2 separate regions of the Columba livia genome follow, and region 2 is linked to region 1. A link is a contact called in public Hi-C data. All regions are on one chromosome and are shown on one strand. The core of a region is the stretch at or near the end of the contact, and the rest is flanking DNA. Distances in the headings are between cores, read along the strand shown.

What was found. A called contact is a pair of places that touch in the nucleus more often than the background predicts.
Region 2: a contact with region 1 is called in a Hi-C map of liver, with 2.0 times the contacts expected there. The contact joins two enhancer-like sites. A contact is called at or near these places in 2 of 2 Hi-C or Micro-C datasets (crop and liver).

Annotation. Positions count from the first base shown.
Region 1 is chr19:10,454,506-10,457,415 of bColLiv1.pat.W.v2, reverse strand. All of the region lies in intron 2 of EXD3 (exonuclease 3'-5' domain containing 3), which reads right to left. Among named protein-coding and RNA genes, the nearest start is that of EXD3, 14 kb to the right of the region's middle. Within about 2 kb of position 1,460, at least 2 of the 3 cell types and tissues checked have an H3K27ac peak away from gene starts, as active enhancers do.
Region 2 is chr19:10,489,818-10,492,727 of bColLiv1.pat.W.v2, reverse strand. The region is part of intron 2 of EXD3 (exonuclease 3'-5' domain containing 3); the gene reads right to left. Among named protein-coding and RNA genes, the nearest start is that of EXD3, 50 kb to the right of the region's middle. Within about 2 kb of position 1,402, at least 2 of the 3 cell types and tissues checked have an H3K27ac peak away from gene starts, as active enhancers do.

The DNA.
Region 1 (2,910 bases), core at 211-2,710:
TACGTAACTGCATCTAATAGCTCCACTGCCCTGTTCTGTCCTCAGAAGAAAACCGTAAATCCAAGCAACAAAACGGCCAGCGTTCCCTTGGCAAGCACACAGCTTCTGAACTGCTAAGACACATTATTGAGATCATTACTATCCTGAGTGCTTAAGCAATTGCTTCAATTTTAAGCAAAATGAAGTATGAGCTGAAGTGTTTGAATAGGTACCAATATCCATAAAAACAGTATCTTTTTCTTCAGTTTTTAACTCAAAAACGCAACACCCACTCAAAATGCAGTAATGATAGAGTCTTATAAATCCCAAATAACAACAAGGCTCTTTTCTCTTTGTGTTTCCTTCTTCTGCAGCTGCCCAACAAAGAAAGAGTGCAAAGGAATGGAGCTGACCTAAGAACAAAACCCATTAGCTTTTGGAAAATTATCCTCTATATTGTCCCCATTGCAAAATATTTGTCTGAGGACAAAACCCAAGCTATTATATCTTAATAAACAGCAATAAAAGAAAATTGATTTTTCATATCATCTGAGTATAGCAGTATAAAAAGAACAGTCTTAACTATGGAGGAAGGAAACTCACGTTACAGTTCAGTAACTGTTCCTGATGTTTACACATCACTTCGGTTTAAAGAATTGCTTATGATGGGAACATGATGAAAGCTGTTGAGCATGCAGGGAGACAGAACCGAAGCCAAAAGAAGCATCTTTGCCAGAACTCTACCAGAAAACAGAATCACAGTGAGTTAGTTCGGGAGGGACCTCGCGAGGTTTCCAATCCAAGCGGCTGCTAAAGGAATGGTCACCTTCAAAGCTGGATGAGGCCGCCCAAGGATATTTTAGATGAAAGCACAACATAGTACAGTGCCCTGCAACATCCACATATACAGAAATGGTTCTTGCTAGCGGAACAGCCCTTTCATTTACCGCTGCTCTGGGAAGATTCAAGTTCCAGGCTGTTTTGAGAAGTTACAAGGACTTGCTGCCGTGCAGAACTGTGATAAACTGAGCAGGAAACAAACCTAATCTAAAAATCCATTAGCACCAAGGTTTGGAGAACTTAACTGGGTAGAACGCAGACCTGAGGACAGGAGACTGGCTGCGAGAGCCTGGGAAGGACAATCCTCCCAAGATCCACGTTTTATCTTGTGTTGGAAAGGTGTGCTCAGGCCTCCTAAGAAAAAGGCAGGCACTGACAAAAGGCCGGTCTGCAGGAAAACAAACACGGGTCCGGTCAGTCTGCATTCCACAGTCTTCAAAGGGAAGGAGGGTTTTTTTCCCCTTGTGCAAGGAACACTGCAGAGTCACCATCCAGAGAATCCAACAGTATCTAAGCTGCCTTAAACACGACCAGGCTGATCCTTTTAGCTCAGGCTGCGAATCCCCGCCTGGCCACCTGTCCTCTGAGAGCCAGACCAGTTTAACCTTACAGAGTTTAACTTGACCAGTTCCCAGTGTCTGCACACACGTTGCCAAGGATTCCATGGGTTTTTGCAAGAGCTTGGTGGATCAAGGGATGTGCCTGATCCAGCAAGAACAGTCCTTCCCAGAGCTACAACATCCCTGCCGGGCCTGCGACTGCTTCAGGCAGCCAGCATACAACCATCGCGGGATCCTAAAGCCTCTAAGGTGGATCTTCCCTTACTCTCTTTTGTAGCTTTCAGAAGTAGAACAGGATCATGCCACATTTTTTAAAAGCCAGACAAGCTCCTTCTGCTTGAAGACGCATTAGGATAAGCTTCTTTTAAAATCGCACTACTGCAAATAAGTCTATTGACAACTGAGGTGGGTTCTGCTGTGCTGACATCTGAAAGAGAACGAAGGGAGACTGCTGAGTGCCAGGGGTCTAACACACGCTGGAGAAAACGCAGGTTAGCACCAAAGACGTCGACACTGCGACCCCCTGCCTGCAGCCCGGCCGGGATGCTCTGCAGTCAATCTGCGGAACTAATTCATAACGCCACAGGACTCGGTTGTGCGATAAGGTTCAAGCAAAGGTTATAATCGAACAATGTAGTGAGCTGCTTTATTGAGCAGCTCTAACATGCACCTCTGAACCCTCATGTAGCTACCACGTAAGCATTGATACTGTAATAAATGTTTTCTCACAAAACCAAGTATAGAAATAATACCAAATTCATGAGTTTCCTGAGAGTAATTCCTCTACGCTTGGAAAACAGGAGGGGTCCAAGAAAGAAATCCTTCTCTGCAGGGGAGGGAGGCAGGAAGGAAGGAAACGTGAATTACATACACCTCTGGATAAGTCCCCCTTTTAAAAAGGAAGGAAATTAGAGTTAACTCAAAAGAGCGTGTTTAGCATCACCGCACAAGCTGGGGGGAAATACCCCCTCAGAAATGCTGGGTGAAGAGAGGCTGCAGGATTCCACCAGCAGAGCTGGAAGGGCCGTTCCTCACTCCTCCCATCGGCAGCACCACTTGGAAGTTACCTACGAATCAGGCTCACTGTTTGACGGTCACCTCTCCCTGTGTCATCCTACGCATTTTTGGAACAGGGCTGTTAAAAAACATGTGTTTTCACTTCTTTTCTTTTTAATTAAAAAAGCATAACTCATAACTGAGCAGAGACAAAGGCTCTGTTGATACAACAACATGTGGATTAAATCTGAAAGGAGAAAGAAAGTTGTTCTATTAAACTGACAATCCTGCACAGAGGGCTTATATCTAAACTGGTGTAATAAATCAACAGGAAAGATTTCACTTTGGCTGAAACAACCATTTGTTTAGGCAGGGAACAAGAGCATTCTGAATTTTCTCTGGACACTGTACACAAAAGGGTTTCTCCAATTTTAGGGAGGGTTTTTTCCCTTTTTTTTTTATTATTTTAACTATATCCCCAAAGTTTTGCATTTGCTTTACTTAAAAATATTTGCTTTTTGGCACTTAAACCCAT
Region 2 (2,910 bases), core at 153-2,652, 35 kb before region 1:
CCTGTTGGCGAGCGCAGCCCCAGGGCTGAGCCCACCTGCAGATGAGCTCCTGGGGAGCCCCCAGCACGGCAGGGACCGCGGTCTGGCAGCATCACCTCCCACAGGGCACAGGCACAGCCTGGCCAGACCCTTCTCACATCCCCAAACCACCTCCTGTGCTCCGGGACAGCAGCACAGGGACACACACACCCACACAGGAGCAGCGGGAGACACAGTGGGGTGACACTCCAGCTCCCTGCGATGAGATGATGCCTGTCCCGGTCCCAGATCTGGTTAATAGCGACACCAAAGCAAGGCTGCTTCTGAATCTGTGATGTTAATAACAGTTATTTGACTGTGTCACCTAACTTTCTCCCTGTTATTTGTTCAGCCTGGAGAACAGGAGCTGAGGGGAGACCTTCTGATCTCTGAACTGCCTGAAAGGAGCTTGGAGCCAGGGGGGTCGGGCTCTGCTCCCCAGGAACAAGCACCAGGACCAGAGGAAACGGCCTCAAGTTGCGCCAGGGGAGGTTGAGGTTGGATCTGGGGAACAATTTCTTCCCCAAAGGGCTGTGGGGCACTGGAACAGGCTGCCCAGGGCAGTGCTGGAGTCACCATCCCTGGAGGGGTTTAAAAGGTGTTTAGTTGAGGTTCTCAGGACATGGGGCAGTGCCAGAGTTGGGTTATGGTTGGACTTGGTGATGGTGAGTCACCATCCCTGCAGGGATTTAAAAGGCGTTTAGTTTAGGTTCTCAGGGACACGGGTTAGCAGTAGGGTTAGGTTATGGTTGGACTTGATGATCCTGAGGGTCTTTGCCAACCCAAATGATTCTATGATTCCATTTGCTCCCTGCACTGGCTCCCAGTGACTGGACTGTGTAACAGACCCCACTCCCCCTTCGGGATCTGCACCCCTGCACAGTCCATTGATCCCAGAAGAAACGGGCACTGCGAGCCGCAGTGGTGGGACAGGACGGAGAAGAGCTGATGTCCAGGAGGACACATCCAGAGAGCACAGCACCACAGTCAGCTTTGGAAATTAAACCAATGTTTCTATTACAGCAGGAGATTTTTCTCCCCCGAGAGCACTAGAGCTCCTGTGCGGGAAGCAGCGCCTCCCGTCTTCACCTCTGCAAGTTCTATTAGCTGCTTAAGTCATGAACCATCACACTCGGCCTTTGAGACTATCTGGTTTAACATCAGCTTGCAAAAACTGCGTGTGAAGGAAACGCATTTTAAGTTTCCTTTATTTTCATGCCCATTTTCAGATCTCTGTCATTTCACAATGTCCATATTTCACTAAAATTAAAATAGCTGTGTTGCAAAACACAACCAAGACAAAAAGTTTCAATTAAGAAACCCGTGTTTTTCACAATCACGGCAGAAACTCCTTAAAAACGCATCTTCTCCAGGCCAAGACAAAGTGCTCAAAGACGCTGTGTGTGCAAACCCCTGGGAACGCATTGGCCAGCAGACTTCCCACCTATTCACCTCTCCGCGAATCAGAACTGCTTTCGAACCTTTCCGTTAACAGATGGATGGTTCTCTTGCTGTCCATACTAACCAGAGCAAGCCCCAAAACCCCCCGGAATTCGGCTCACAGACTGAGAGCATAGGAGCCAGACACCCATTAGCGGGAACCTGAGCCGCGGTGCTTGGGAACTGCTGGTTTCGCTCATGGTTTTTGATTTATATCCTATAACTGCAAAACTAACAAGATTCTAATGAAAAGTGGTGCATGAAGCATTTGTTTTCCCCCCAGGAGGTTCGGTTTATTTTCAACGGGCATGCTACTGATTAAAACAAGAGGTGATGGTTTCAAGAAGCCGGAACATTAACCTGTTCAAAATGCACATGGTCTAAACCAGTACACTTGTTTCTGTAGTTCACAGTTTCACCGTCTTTGTTTTGTTCAAATATATATATATATATTTTATTGGTCACTACTATATAAACAATAAACATATACCAAGTAATTGCATTGAAAGCTTTACCTTAAAAAAAAGTCAACTCTCTGGTTATTTTGCTTCTTTGCTGTCCCAAACAAATCACTCAAACCCTTCATGGATGTGAAACATGAAACTGTTTGCAAGTGGTTTTTGAAGACTAATTGGTACTTACTGTTCACAAACTAAATATCAAGGTGCACGGATAATAAATAATAAATACGTTTCTATACCGTTATCTTTACTGAAAAAGCTGGAAGTCAGATCTCATATATCAGACATGTTAACAAGTGCACCCACTAAGTATCTGCATTAGATTAAATGACCACTTTGAAAACAGTTGTATTAATAATACATAGGTCTGTAGCACAGTGGTTAAGCTTCGCAGCTGAAGAGCTTCCAGAATAATTGTTACTCAGCCATACACTTAACATTTTCTAATCTCAAGTGTATCTCACATAGTTTGTATGCAACCAAGAGTGGTTTTCATTGCTGCCTTTCCTACTCAGTGCTAAAACGCACCGTGGTACATCTGGGGAGAATGAGCTGAAACTCGGTCCCTCAGCACAATAAGGTCACTAAAAACTGAAACACTAAAGCAGAGCTTTTAAATAGGCATTTAAATTAGGAAATTAGTTCTATAGCCATAAAGCATTTGAACCGTTCTTGACAATGCAGTGGGGCCGCCAGTGCCTGAAAGTCCTGGACTCCGATCTGGCAGCATTTGCTTTTCAACATCGCGTCAACCCCGACTCCACCGCGCAGGAATTTAACCCCTCCAGACACAAACCAGAAACGCACCGGCTACAAATCACGGGAGGGACAATTTTAACACTTCCCTCATTCGAGTGCATTCAGTTCCTGCCTCATTGCTCCACTGCGCAATCCAAATGGAAAGGATCTCCATGGCAGAGGCAGCTCCTCTAGACTCGGGTTGCCAACTCCTTCCTTCTTCGCCTATATGCTAAAAGTTGAGTGCTAACAG